2 separate regions of the Mus musculus genome follow, and region 1 is linked to region 2. A link is a contact called in public HiChIP or PLAC-seq data. All regions are on one chromosome and are shown on one strand. The core of a region is the stretch at or near the end of the contact, and the rest is flanking DNA. Distances in the headings are between cores, read along the strand shown.

Region 1 (6,555 bases), core at 2,035-4,534, 120 kb after region 2:
CTGGTTCTTCTAGAACTCTCTAAGTAAACCAAACTGGCTTCAAACTCAGAGATCTACCTGCCTCTGCCTCCTGTGTCCTGGGATTAACGGCATGAGCCATTGCACCTGGCCTAAAACTTTAGTTTTAGTATGTTACTGTTGAGCTGCAGTGACACATCAGTAAATTTTAAACTAATCCAAGTGTCACGTAGACACGTAGAATCAAATCAGGCTGACTCTTACTGCCTCATGCCGTCCCTGTTCACTCTGAAATGGCTGTTTAACCCTTAGGAACCCATCTTGTCCTAGAGATGGAAAGGTTAGGTGGGCTCACAGAGCTCGATGACACGGAACTACCATGGGGTTATTTGTAAAGCCTCGTGGCAGTCTGGGGGAGATGGCTCAGCAGCGACGTGTGTTTTCTGTACGAGCCCTGGGGCCTGAGTGCGTCCTCGGCTCCCATGCAAAAAGACAGATATGGCTAGTTACTCCAGCCCAGAGGTGGGGAAGCAGAGACTAATAGAGCCCTCTGGCCAGCCACTCAATAGCCTAAGGCAGGCTCCACATTAAAGAGTCCTAGTTCCCAGCCTAGACTTCTGACCCTCAGCCCTGCAGGCACAATTGAGAATACACATGCATAACAGAAACACACACACACACACACACACACACACACATTTCTAGAGCCATTTAGAACTCAGAACAATAAAATATTCTTTTTAGATAAAAGTTTTATCTTATTTATCTTATTTATTTATTTACTTACTTACTTAGAGACAGTTCCATACAGCCTAGACTGGCTGCCTGATCCTCTTGCTTCTACCTCCTGAATGTTGGGATTACGTGTGTGTGTGTGTGTGTGTGTGTGTGTGTGTGTGTGTGTACCACAATCATTTTATTTGGTGATGGGTACCAAATCCAAGATTTCATGTGTACTAGGCAAACACTCTACCAACTGAGCTATGCCCTTAGCACTTAGAAAGATATTTTAAAACTGCCCTTGTGGGCTGGAGAGATGGCTCAGTGGTTAAGAAAACTGCCTGCACTTACAGAGGTCCTGAGTTCAAATCCCAGCAACCACATGGTGGCTCACAAACATCCATAATGAGATCTGACGTCCTCTTCTGGTGTGGTGGTGGCATCGCATGCCTTCTATCCCAGTACTCAGCGGGTAGAGGCAGGTGGATCTCTATGTTCAAGACCAGTCTGGTGTCTCCAGTTCCAGGACAGCCAGGGCTACCCAGAGAAACCCTGTCTTAAAAAATGAACGAAACAGGGGCTGGTGAGATGGCTCAGTGGGTAAGAGCACCCGACTGCTCTTCCAAAGGTCAGGAGTTCAAATCCCAGCAACCACATGGTGGCTCACAACCATCCCTAACGAGGTCTGACTCCCTCTTCTGGAGTGTCTGAGGACAGCTACAGTGTACTTACATATAATAAATAAATAAATTAAAAAAAAAAAAATGAACGAAACAAAACAAACAAAAACCAAACAATGCTGGGCAGTGGTGGCGAATGCCTTTAATCACTTAAAGTGCAGCACTTGGGAGGCAGAGGCAGGTGAATTTCTGAGTTCGAGGCCAGCCTGGTCTACAGAGTGAGTTCCAGGACAGCCAGGGCTACACAGAGAAACCCTGTTTTGAAAAACAACAACAACAAAACAAAACAAAACAAAAACACCACCAACACCCCCCCAAGAAAACCAAAAAACAATAACAACAACCCTGACACTGCTTAACATGTTACTTCAAGGAAATCATCAAAAAAGAAAAGCAACATTTATTTTTATATATGTTCTTTTCTATAAAATATTTGTGTGTGTTTATGTGTATACTCCTGAGGACGCCAGAGGTGTCCTGTAGAGCCAGACTTACTAGCAATAATGAGGTGGTTTGTTTTTTTTTTTTTAGTTTTTTTTTTTTAAGAGTTATTTATTTATTATATGTAAATACACTGTAGCTGTCTTCAGATGCACCAGAAGAGGGCATCAGATCCCATTACAGATGGTTATGAGCCACTATGTGGTTGCTGGGACTTGACCTCAGGACCTCTGGAAGAGCAGTCAGTGCTCTTAACCACTGAGCCATCTCTCCAGTCCAAGGTGGTTTTTTAAAAATATAATTTATTGGGCTGGAGAGATGGCTCAGCAGTTAAGAGCACTGACTGCTTTTCCAGAGGTCCTGAGTTCAATTCCCAGCAACCACATAGTGGCTCATAACCATCTGTAATGGGATCTGATGCCCTCTTCTGGTGTGTCTGAAGACAGCTACAGTGTATTTACATATAATAAATAAGTCTTAAAAATATATATATATATAATTTATTTTTATGTTCATTGGTGTTTTGCCTGCATATATGTCTGTGTAAGGGTGTCAGAAGCCCTGAAAGTGGAGTTACAGACAGTTGTAAGCTGTCATGTGGGTGCTGGGAATTGAACCCAGGTACTCTGAAAGAGCAGCCCATGGTTTTAACCACTGAGTCACCTCTCCAGCCCCTTGTGTGTGTTCTCAAGTATTCACAAATCATATACTTTTAGCACCCACACCCAGGGCTGACTTTGCCGGGGATCTTATCCTTGGGAGGTACCTCCTAGCTCTTTTGGATCTGTCCTGAAAACTGTGGACCAGAACTGGCTGGCTGGAGCTGCCCCCAGGAAACAGTCAAGCCATCACCCAAGGTACAGGCCTAGAACCTTGTAATTTGGGAAGTAAAGGTGGTAGGATCGCCTTCTTGGGCTCCAATAGGAGGCCTCCCGTGACAATCTCCTCTCTCGAATCTGCATAACTATTTTTCTTTTCCATCCTAGAATACTTCTTGCCCAGGTCTGCCACTGGTGCTACAATAACAGGTTCACGCTCAATGCCCTAGTCAATTGGGACATCATAGTATGTCTGCCCCAAAGCAGAGTGATTTCGGGAACGGTGGGGAATACAGAGGGGTTGAGGATGTCATGATCTCCAAAGCCGAGGACAGGCTTCATGACTAACAAGGACACACGCGGTCCAGGAGGGCCTTGAACTCACTCGAGCAGCAGAGGCTCATCTTGCACCCTTTACTTCCCAAATTACGAGGTTGAAGGCGTGTACCATCACACTCAGACTGACTGTCAACATTTCTATATGTTAGATCAACGATACGATGGCTTCATTCCATCACAAAGCCCCAATCTGCAGGTGAGGAAATAGAAGCCAACAAAATCAGGGTACCAGTCTAAAATATCCTGGCAAAAAGCTGGGAGCCAGTGTCAATTCTTCCATCTGTACATGCTCATTTGACCACCAGGGGGAGACAGATGCCCGTTAATGGAGAGGTCGGGGTATCCGGCAAGGGGTTAGTCACCGCGAATGCTCTTTTGAGAGCGTCTCAGGGGACTAGCGAGCCTAGGGTATCTTGGTACAGAAAGAGTGTGTAGGGGTTGAGGGAGGTGTTGTAAGAGAGCCAGGGTTCAGGAACGTTGGCGGCTGGAGGAGGAGCCAAGAACGTTTTGTGGCCTCCTGGCTCTGCCTTTTCTGACCCTGTTGGGAAAAGGGCAGCATTAGGGAAAAGGAGGTTTCTCTGGATGGGGTGGGCCCCTGCCTCCACCTCCCATCTCCTCAGAGACGCTCGGAGTCTTGAATAGACCGGACATTCCTAAGTTTTCTGGCAAGGAAACCAGGAAATCAGACCTTGAGCCAGCCTCCTTTCAGGTCCAGCCAGTTCATTGGAAGCAGCCTTTGCCCCAGGACTTCCCGGAAAAGGCCCACTGTGCCAGGGGAGCCACCCTCGGGCTTCTGCCGCAGATGCCTCTAAGATGTACCGCTGCGCTGCCCACTCTCCCTGGCTATGGGTTAAACCCATCTCCTGAGCTCAAGTTCTGTACAGTTCTCTGTGTGACACTTCTGTGGGTCTCCTTAAGTCCTTTCCACCGTTCCTTGTACACGAATACCAGTGTCTGTGGGATTGGATTGGACCTAGAAGGTTTGGAATTGTCGTTGTCGTTGATCCTTTTTCCATTTCCCATGACCAATGAGCTTTTCTGTGTACTCTGTCCATCTCTTGGTTTCCACCACGCAGTGAGCCAAGTCCCCAGCATCTCGTCACTAGGACCCATTTCTACAGCAAGTTCCACTGCCACTCTTCCTTCAATACCTTTTCCAGGTGACAGTCGTGATAACCTGGTTACATCCCCTACCTGATGAACCTGTCCCAGTAGCTCCCTTACCGCTCCTTTTATTAAATAAGTTATTGTTATTTGTGTGTGCGTTGGGGGTGGGGAGACACACATGGGGAAGTCAGTTGCAACTTTGTAGAGTCTATTCTTTCCCTGTACTTTTAGAGGGGTTCCTGGGTTCACTGATGAGTCATCTTGCTGTCCCCACCTCCTGGGGTTTTGTTTATTACTTTTTTGGTTCTTTAAACAGAGTCTCACTGAATAGTCAGAGCTGGTCTCAAGTTCGCAATTCTTCTGCCTGAATGACTAGTGCTGGGATTGTGGGATCACGGGTATGAACCACCCCACGGTGCTTCCAGTGTGCTTGCAATAAACATTAGATTCCTCGGTGGCAGGGTTCCTGAATGAGCTGGCCCTTCCTATCTCTGTGAGACCCAACCCCCCTCATTTTCTATGGTTCATCTACCCCGGCCCCATTCACTACAGGCCTTTGTAGAGTTGCCTCTACCTGAAACCCCAAACCTTTGCACTAGGAACTCTTGGGGATCTCAGCTCCAGCTCCTTTCTCAGGGATGCCCTGCTTCATCTCCATGACTGGGGTCAGATCTCTTACTCGTTTTTCTAATGCCACACACTTAGCTGCTTCAGGGCTATCAAGGCTGTAATTATGTATTTGTTTGAAATACTGCTTAGTTATTAATGGACCTCTATTAAGGACTACATCAAGTTTTGCCCACTTAAAAACAATCTCCGGGGCAGGTGAGGTGGCTGGGTAGACAAAATGGTGGGGTCCAAACTTAAATGTTTGCAAGATGGGTACTTTGCCAACAGCACCATCTCCCCAGCTCAGTGTATCTGGTTTATTTGGTTTGGTTTTTCCAGACAGGGTTTCTCTGTGCCTTGGCTGTCCTGGAACCCAATTTGTAGACCAGGCTGGCCTTGGATGCATAGAGATCAACCTGTCTCTCCATCCCGACTAAAGATGTGTGCCACCACTGCCCAGTTGCTTTGAGTTTTTTTTAATTTTTTTCCCCAGACATGGTTTTACTGTGTAGCTGTAGTTGGCCGGACTCCCTCTGTAGACCAGGCTAGTCTTGAATTCAGAGGTCCACCTGCTCTGCCTCTGAGTGCTAGAATTAAAGCACACTGGTCCAATAACTTGTTCCTTCAACAATTGACTATATTGGTTACCCACTTTCTCTTCTTCTCCTTTTTTTTTTTTAAGATTTATTTATTTAACACACACACACTGTAGGCTGTACAGATGGTAATGAGCCATCATGTGGTTGCTGGGATTTGAACTCAGGACCTTCTGAAGAGCAGTCAGTGCTCTTAACTGCTGAGCCATTTCTCCAGCCCCCACCCATTTTCTTTTCATCCAGGTCAGGTCTGTGACATTTTTTTTTGTCTGAACCTTGGTGACCCCTTCTTGCCTCCTGGTGTATAATCAACCCCTATTGAGCAGTTTCCCCCCAGAAGTCCAAGAGTATTCTAATGAATCTCTAATCTTATGTCACCATCCCTACTTAACAGCCTTCAGTGGTTCCTGAGTCCTGAGAATAAAAACCTAAGTTTGTAAGCATAGCTTTCCAAGGCCTTACCTATGTGGTTCCCCTCATAGCAAGCGCCTTTTTTTTTTTTTTTTTTTTTTTTTTGAGACAGGGTTTCTCTGTGTAGCCCTGGCTGTCCTGGAACTCACTTTGTAGACCAGGCTGGCCTCGAACTCAGAAATCCGCCTGCCTCTGCCTCCCGAGTGCTGGGATTAAAGGCGTGCGCCACCACGCCCGGCTGCAAGCTCCTTCTTAAGAATTGGGTCTAACTCAACAAATAGAGAGTGCCTCTTCTGCTGGGCAGTGGGTACTGCTTTCATCGGAAAACCCCAGACCGCGTCCATCATGTTTATGCACATATGGATACAGGCACGTAGCTGTTTCCCACACAGCCCTTTGCTTGCCTAGAGAGCCATCTTTCTCCTTTCCACCTTGCTGACCTTGCCAGTCAACACCCAGCCCCCCAGGTGAAAGCCACCTGGCCTAGCTTGCTAACCTGCTGGACTCCTGGGGCACACCCTGCTGCTCCGAGCTCTCACAGCACTGACCCCACGTTGTACTTTCATATTTGTTTGTGTGGTCTGATTAATGTCCACCTCCTGCCGTTTCAGGAAGCTCAGAGCCTCTGGGCTTGGTTTCTGCTTAACCACCTTATCCCTCTGGCACTTAGCAGCTGCTCCACAATTTACTGACTGAACAAATGAATAAATGCTTTCCTAAGCGTACTCAAGAGGACACTGCCTTCCAGGGAGACGCCAGTGGGGGGCTGGGAAGGGCATGTGAAGAACTTCCATTGTGGCCCAGAATGGCTAACCCCTTCCTGGCCTCCCCAGCCGTGCCATGCCTGTGACTTATACCCTGCATCCTGCCCATCTC
Region 2 (6,808 bases), core at 2,947-5,446:
GGAGTCCCCACTGATGAGCCTGCTCTGGAACCTGAGTTAGCCTCAGCAGGGAGGGTCACGCTGATGAACGTGTGCTCCACCATGCTTATGTGTGTGGTGGCTCAAGGTAGAGACTCTCTGCAGTACACCTGTGAATTTCCACGTGGGACTGCCACATGCTAGGGGCAGGGGCAAGGAAGAGGAGAGAGGGACAGGCACCCCAATCCATTAGCACGTGCACAGGTATTGGGGAGTCTTTCCCAGAAGTCTGTGCAGCATGAAGTACAGATCAAGGGAACAGAAGAAATGACCTTCCCGGGGATGAGGAATGGAGAGGGTTAGAGCGCTCTTAAGACTTTGAGGAGTTCTGGGGTTTTGTGAAGCACTCTAGGCCCCTAGGTAGAAGTGGTGGTGGGGGTGTGTGTGCACGCGCTCTCTCTCATGGTTTTGGTGCCACAGGGGTTCCATCACAGAATATAACAGGACTTGGCTGCAGGATATGCGGGAGAGAGAAACTAGAGAGAGAAGCGGGCACTCAGTGAAGATGTTTGAGCGTTGGTACTCTGTGGTGATGGATGCCTGCGTGCTGGAAATACCTGCATCTTCCAAAGAGCAGTCGGTGCTCTTAACCACTGAGCCATCTCTCCAGCCCCCTTTTTTTTTTCTTACTTATTTTTTGTTTGTGTATGCGTGAGGCTGCGTGAGTTTATGTGCCCTAGAGCTTGAGTTACAGGTGGTTACGAGCTTTCTGATGCGGGTTCTGTGAACTGAACCCAGGTTCTCCAAGGGCAGTAAGTGTTCTTAGCCACTAGGCCATTTCTCCAAACCCTGATTTTCCTCATACATAGAGTTTAGACCACCCCTAAGTACCTGAGGGAACAAATGCCTAGAAGAGAGCTATTGCCTCAAAGCTGGTTCTTTGACGAAGTCCTGCCCTAATAGCCCAGGTTGTCCTCAGAGTTCCTGCATAGACCAGGCTGACCTTGAACTCACCACCCTCCTTTCTCAGCCTCCTGAAGGCCAAGCCTTCATAGCTACCCCCAGCAAATAGCTACTCATGAGAGAACAGGGAGAGCAGCCCATCTTTCTTGCTCTCCGACCTGAGGCAGATAAGGGGATAAGTGGGTGGGTGGGAATGTGGACTCTAGGGGCTTAGCTCTATATTGGTCTGATGTTTTCAAGAAAACCCCACTGTCAGGAAACAGTGCCCCCTCTAAATATGCATGCGGACTGCCACCTACCCTACAGGAGGGCGTTTGCTGCCCAAGGGTCCAGAATGAAGGGAGTGGGCTGTCACAGGAGTGGGGACTGGAGAGAACAGGATTGACCTGCTAGTTATCTGCCTGTACGACTGGGCACAGTTGGTATTGGTCTGATGAGGTGTGTTAGAGGGATAGCAGTGCTTTTAGGGAGAGGATTTCCGACCTTTGAGTGACTTGGACCAACATACCCTGGGACTTTGGACCCCATGGCTGGCACTTTCCAGGTCTGGCCAGAAAAGCCCTGCTACTTTTGCAGTAAGTTTGGTGCTGGCAGCATCCCAGGCTACGGGTGCATCATGGGCAAGGGGCGTGTTTTCTCCTGGAAAAAATAGGAAGGAAATTAAGAACAACAAAAGGTTTCAAACCAGCAGAGGTTCCCTGTTGATTACCATGGACACTGCACTGGATGGCCCTCTGTGGGGTAGGGCTTACTCTGCTTTACAGGACAGCTTGTCGGGGATCAGAGGGATTAAGGAGCCTGCTCTGTTAAACAGCCAGTGATGATGGGACTGGGACTTTCCACATCCGGCTCTCTGTGACTCTGGAGCCCATGCTACCCCTTCCTCCATCCGGGCCAGGCGCTGGCCCCAGGGAGCCCAGTCCCCAGAATCTTGGAGTCAAGAGCTATAGGGCTGGAAGGGACCTTGATGAGGCAGAAGCAATCCTTCCCTTGGCTGAGGAATAGAACTGCCACTGCCTGGAGGCAAGGTCTTCTCTTCTCCCCGTGGGGAGTACATAGAAACATTTTAAACCATGTTAGCCACAGTCAGACCTGGCTTCAGAAGCCAGTTCTGTCACATGCTGGCCAGATGACCTTGAACAAAATCATTCTGACCCCAGTGTCCTCTGCTGTTAAAGGAGGATAACTGTTCCTGCACTGAGGCTGAAATAGGTTACTGTGATACCAAGTGTCGCTTAGTGCCTGTCATAGTCAGGTTCCAGTGCTGTCTCATTAGTGATCTGTGAATATCCCTAAAGTGACAGCTCATGCCTGCCTTCAGTCCAATGGATACCAGGTGGCAAACAGGAAGCTCTTTATAGACTTGTTTGCAAGCTGTCTGAGGGAGATTGTACTTCCCAGGACTATTGACCTTGACCCTTCCTTCCTTAGCTCCTGGGACCCCCTTGCCTTAGCAGACAGCGCCATAAGACTGGGGCAGTAAGCTTCCACCTGCCACCAGAGTACACCTTCTCAAGAAGCAAAATTATCATTATAATAACTATAGGGAATAACCAAAGAATGCAAAAGAATATGAATAAGAAATACAAGAGCCCTCCCTCTCTCTGGATTCTTCTCAAAACTCCCTGTGCACATTGAAGGGTGTTAATTTCTTTAACCAAAATAGGTTCATATGCACATGCAGTATTGCAGGGTGCTTGTTTTTCTCAAGATGGGATTTCTTTGTGTAGCCCTGGCTGTCCTGGAACTTTCTCTGTAGACCTGGCTAGCCTTGAACTCAGAGATCTGCCTGCCACTGCCTTCCAAGTGCTGGAACTAAAGATATGCAGGCTTGGTGGTGGTGGTGGTGTTTTTGATAGGGTCTCATCAAGTCCAAACCAGTCTGGAAATCAATGAAGTTGACCTAGAACTTGTGAATCTCCTACCTCAGCCTCTAAGTACCGGGATTACAGGAATATGCCTCGATGCCCAGTTTCTGTGGTGTTGGGAGGTAGGCAAGTGCTCTCCCAGCTGAGCTACATCTTAAGCCCAAAGTTGTGAAATTTAACTTTGTATGGCTCTGATCCAAATGGCCTTGCGTGTAGGATGACGCAGTGCTTCTTTTTAAAGCCGTTGCAGACAATGTAAGGGAAAGTTGCATGTCTGTGTGCTCAGCTTGAGCTTTCCCGTGCCACTCTGAAAACCTGGGCTAGACACTGGCCTGGTTCCTCTCATGCATGTTGGTTCTGAGGACAGTCCCTCGGGGTGCACCATACTTGGGGGCAGTGCCACCACCACCCCCATCTCCAGGTGAGGAAGCTATGAGCCCAGAAACAGGTGTCCAGGTCACAAAGTAGACAGAAAGGTGGCTCTTAGGCACAGCCAGCCCTTCTTTGATCTCTTGTTGCTTTCTCTTTGCCTGATTTCAGCTATTTTGGGTGACAGTACTTGAACTCCATATGGGACCCTGTGGCAGCCGTGTCATTGGGCTGAGTCAACCCCACAGAGCAGTAACTGATATTTTGAGCTGAAGGGCCCCTGAGTCACATGCTAGGATCTTCCTTGCTGTGAGTTTCTTTTCTAGCCAGTGAGCTAGAGCGGACTGGTATGACAAGGGAGAGCTGTCAGTAACTTGCGCCAATATCCCTTCTTCACAAGGCCCCTTGCAGATCCAAGACCCATCACAAATGTCAACCAAGCCAGTGTGCTTGGCTGCTTTTCTGGATGGGAGATACCAGGCCAGCACAGCTCGAGAAAGAGCTATTAAGATTGTCCCCTCCTCTGACACCCACACGGCCTGACAGATTATTGTTGTCACGTCAGCTGCTTCCGGAGGCAGGGAGGAGGGGGTCAGCTGGTGACAGGACTGTCGACAATACCCTAGATCCCATTCTGGTGGCTTCTAAGAGTGACTGCTGGGGAAATGCCCTCAGGAGCAGCCAGCCCACTTGAGCACTCCCAGGGACTGGTGATGCTCTGGCTTTTTTCTAAAACTGCTCCGAGCCTACCCCGACCAGCACTTCAGTCTTCTAGTGGAGCCCATGGGGGAACTCCTGAAGGCTGTAAGTGGTGATTACACAATCTCCTCATATGGGGCTAATTTGTAAAGCCTGCCTCCTGGAGGAGACAAGAGCTGGATCCCCAGGCTGCAGAGTGGGCTTTTAGGTCCCTTCTGCGTCCAGCTGCAGTGCTCAGCATGACCAAGTGCTGCTGGGGACAGGCTGCCTAATGGCAGTGGATGTACTTTGGGGGAGCTGTGTAGGCCCTTTGCCAGCACCCCTCCCACTTCCCCCTGGCTGAGTCACTTCCTTTCTGGCTGCCGCAGGTATTCTCCCACAGGCCCAGAGCAGAGCCGCCTCAGTGGGTGAGGCTCGCTCTGTGTAGCCCTCACTAGTAACCCCCAGGCAGTACAGTGCAGCCAGCGTGGGGAGAATGAGGCAGTGGTATATTTTCCTAACAAACTGGAGCTGTGTGTATCCTCTTGCATTTACAGAGTGAGCAGAAGCGGCACTGTTGGGGAATAGTGAAGATGACAGCACAGGCATGAGTCTTTGTCACCAGGGAATCCTGGCTGGAGTCAAAGGATTACTAATCCATCTCCCCAGCCCCCCAGCCTCCATCCGGAGCACAAAGCAAGGGCTTCCGGTCGGTCGGTCGTTCCTTTGAGAGCAGGGGAGGACTCACTCCCCTTTCAGCCACACCTGTCATGCCATTCAGGTTTAAAGGGATAGCCCTGATGTCTGTCTCAGTCCAGTCAGGAGAAGAGAGCTGCCAGCTCCAAGTTCTGGTTTCTCTGTCCTGAAACAGACATTGGCTCTGCAGGTATAGTTTCTTGATAGGGCGCTTGTCTCTATGCTTAAGGCCCTGGGTTCTATCGCCAGCATTCTAACAAACAAAAATAGACGAATGAGAAAGTTATTAAAAAGAGGGGGCTGGAGAGATGGCTCAGTGGTTAAGAGCCCTGACTGCTCTTCCAGAGGTCCTGAGTTCAAATACCAGCAACCACATGATAGCTCACAACCATCTGCAATGGGATCTGATGCCCTCTTCTGGTGTGTCTGAAAACAGTTACAGCGTACTCATATACATAAAATAAGTAAATAAATTAAAAAAGAAAAATTAAAAAGAACCCAGGCAGGGCATGGTATTGAATCACTGTAATCCTAGCACTTGAAAGGCAGAGGCACAGGAGACTCACACATTCAAGGTCAGCATGGTCTGCATTCTGAATAAGACCCTGCATTTAGGGGGAGGAGGAAAAAGCCCTAAAAATGGATCCTAGTAATTAGCCCTTCAGGTACAAGCTGAAAATTCACGTGTCTGGAGAGATTATCTACCAGGTCACCTATACACACAACAGGGGCATTTGTCTTTCTTCTGCTAGCCCCAGGATAACAAGCTGATCTTTTGGACATCCTATGAAGGAAATGTTACCACTCCCCTTTTCAAAATGAGGAAACTGAGGCCCACAAAGGATTGACTGGGTTAACAGAGCAAGAGAAAGATGGAAGCTAAGGCCTGAACCCTGGTTTGCACAACCCCATGTTGGTCCTGCTCTCCTGTCTGATATTTGGGTGACTGCCCGTGGTTTGAAACCCTTGTTCCTGGGCTGTGAGTTCCTCTTGCTTTCTTGAGTATAGAGAGCAGATCTGTAGGGAGGCTGGCTATCTCAGGTGTGTGGAGACAGTTACAGAAACAACAAGCTTATGCAGATTTAGCATGAGAAAACATGTATTCCTGCCTCAACGTTTGAGTTAGTGACTTTAGGAGTCTCACTAATTTTTTCTAGGAAATATGCATGCTCCTATGTGTGTCAGGGAAGATCAGTTAGAATTATGTATTTGCAGCTGTTTTGTAAACTATAAAGCTGTAAGCAGGGCTGGAGAGATGGCTCAGTGGTTAAGAGCACCGACTGCTCTTGCAAAGGTCCTGAGTTCAAATCCCAGCAATTACATGGTGGCTCACAACCAAGCAACAATAATGAGATCTGACTCCCTCTTCTGGTGCATCTGAAGACAGCTACAGTGTACTTAGATATAATAATAATAAAGAAAAATTTTTAAAAAGCTGTAAGCAAAAGTCACTTAGAGATAATGTAAGAATGTAGAGCTCGCATGTGGATTCTGAGAGGTCTTGCATCTCTTACACAGGTTAGTCTGTCCCTTCCTCATTGTGGGGTTCTATACAGAAATGGGTTTGGTTCCATGATTGGGATGTCTTTCTGCTATTTAAACAACCCAGTGTAGACCATGTCCTGCCTCATGCATTTCTGACATGGGCCTTTGTTTCTTTTAGAGTAGCCCAGCTAGCTTTGACCCACAGTGATCCTCTTGTCTCAGCCTCACTAGTACTGAGGCATTTCTTTTTGTGTCTTTTCCTTTGGTGGGGGAAGGAGTAGGGGATTGTGGGGCAGCTCTCACGATGTAACCCAGGCTGGGCTCAGACTGCCTTCCTGACTCTACTTCCTGATGCTGGGATTATAGGCATGTGCCACTGCACAGTATGCCAGGGGATTTTTTTTTTTTCTGGTTAACCTGCCCAATACCAGCAGAGTTTTTGTGTCTGTTGCCCTGAGCTAGTAGACACTTCCTAGTCTGTCTGGCTCTGTTCTCATCTCAGTCCATTTCAGTCCCAGCCTGGCAGAGGGCACGATTCACCCGTGAAGAATAACACTTGTGCCTCCATACCCAGCTGTCTATCCCCTGCCCTGACACTGGCCTCCGTGCCTCGTAGATGCATGGCCTATTTTCTCTTGGCTTTTTGGCAGGCACAGGCTAGGCTCAGCTAGCAGAGTCAGACTTGCTCTCTGGGAGCCCACAGCCTGGGCTGGGGTGATGGTAAACAAACCAATAGTCACAGCCCAGTGGGAGGGTGCAGAGGTATGCTCTGGTGTTCTGGGTGGTAGAGA

Evidence for each region. HiChIP or PLAC-seq counts read pairs in DNA pulled down with a chosen protein or histone mark.
Region 1: a FOXA1 HiChIP or PLAC-seq map of pancreatic cancer cells shows a contact between it and region 2. The contact joins two enhancer-like sites. A contact is called at or near these places in 3 of 39 promoter capture datasets (the 3T3-L1 cell line, liver and neural stem cells), 3 of 115 datasets of contacts at active chromatin or transcription factors (the SCID.adh cell line, heart atrium and pancreatic cancer cells) and 2 of 9 other capture datasets (adipose tissue and liver).

What each region holds. Positions count from the first base shown.
Region 1 is chr4:126,223,892-126,230,446 of GRCm38.p6, forward strand. No RefSeq gene overlaps it. Among named protein-coding and RNA genes, the nearest start is that of Thrap3, 24 kb to the left of the region's middle. Within about 2 kb of position 3,285, at least 195 of the 459 cell types and tissues checked have an H3K27ac peak or open chromatin away from gene starts, as enhancers often do. A contact at or near this core is called in the SCID.adh cell line, adipose tissue, heart atrium and 3 more, where this site is marked.
Region 2 is chr4:126,106,800-126,113,607 of GRCm38.p6, forward strand. The region is part of intron 1 of Stk40 (serine/threonine kinase 40); the gene reads left to right. Among named protein-coding and RNA genes, the nearest start is that of Stk40, 6.2 kb to the left of the region's middle. Within about 2 kb of position 4,197, at least 370 of the 459 cell types and tissues checked have an H3K27ac peak or open chromatin away from gene starts, as enhancers often do. A contact at or near this core is called in the SCID.adh cell line, adipose tissue, heart atrium and 3 more, where this site is marked.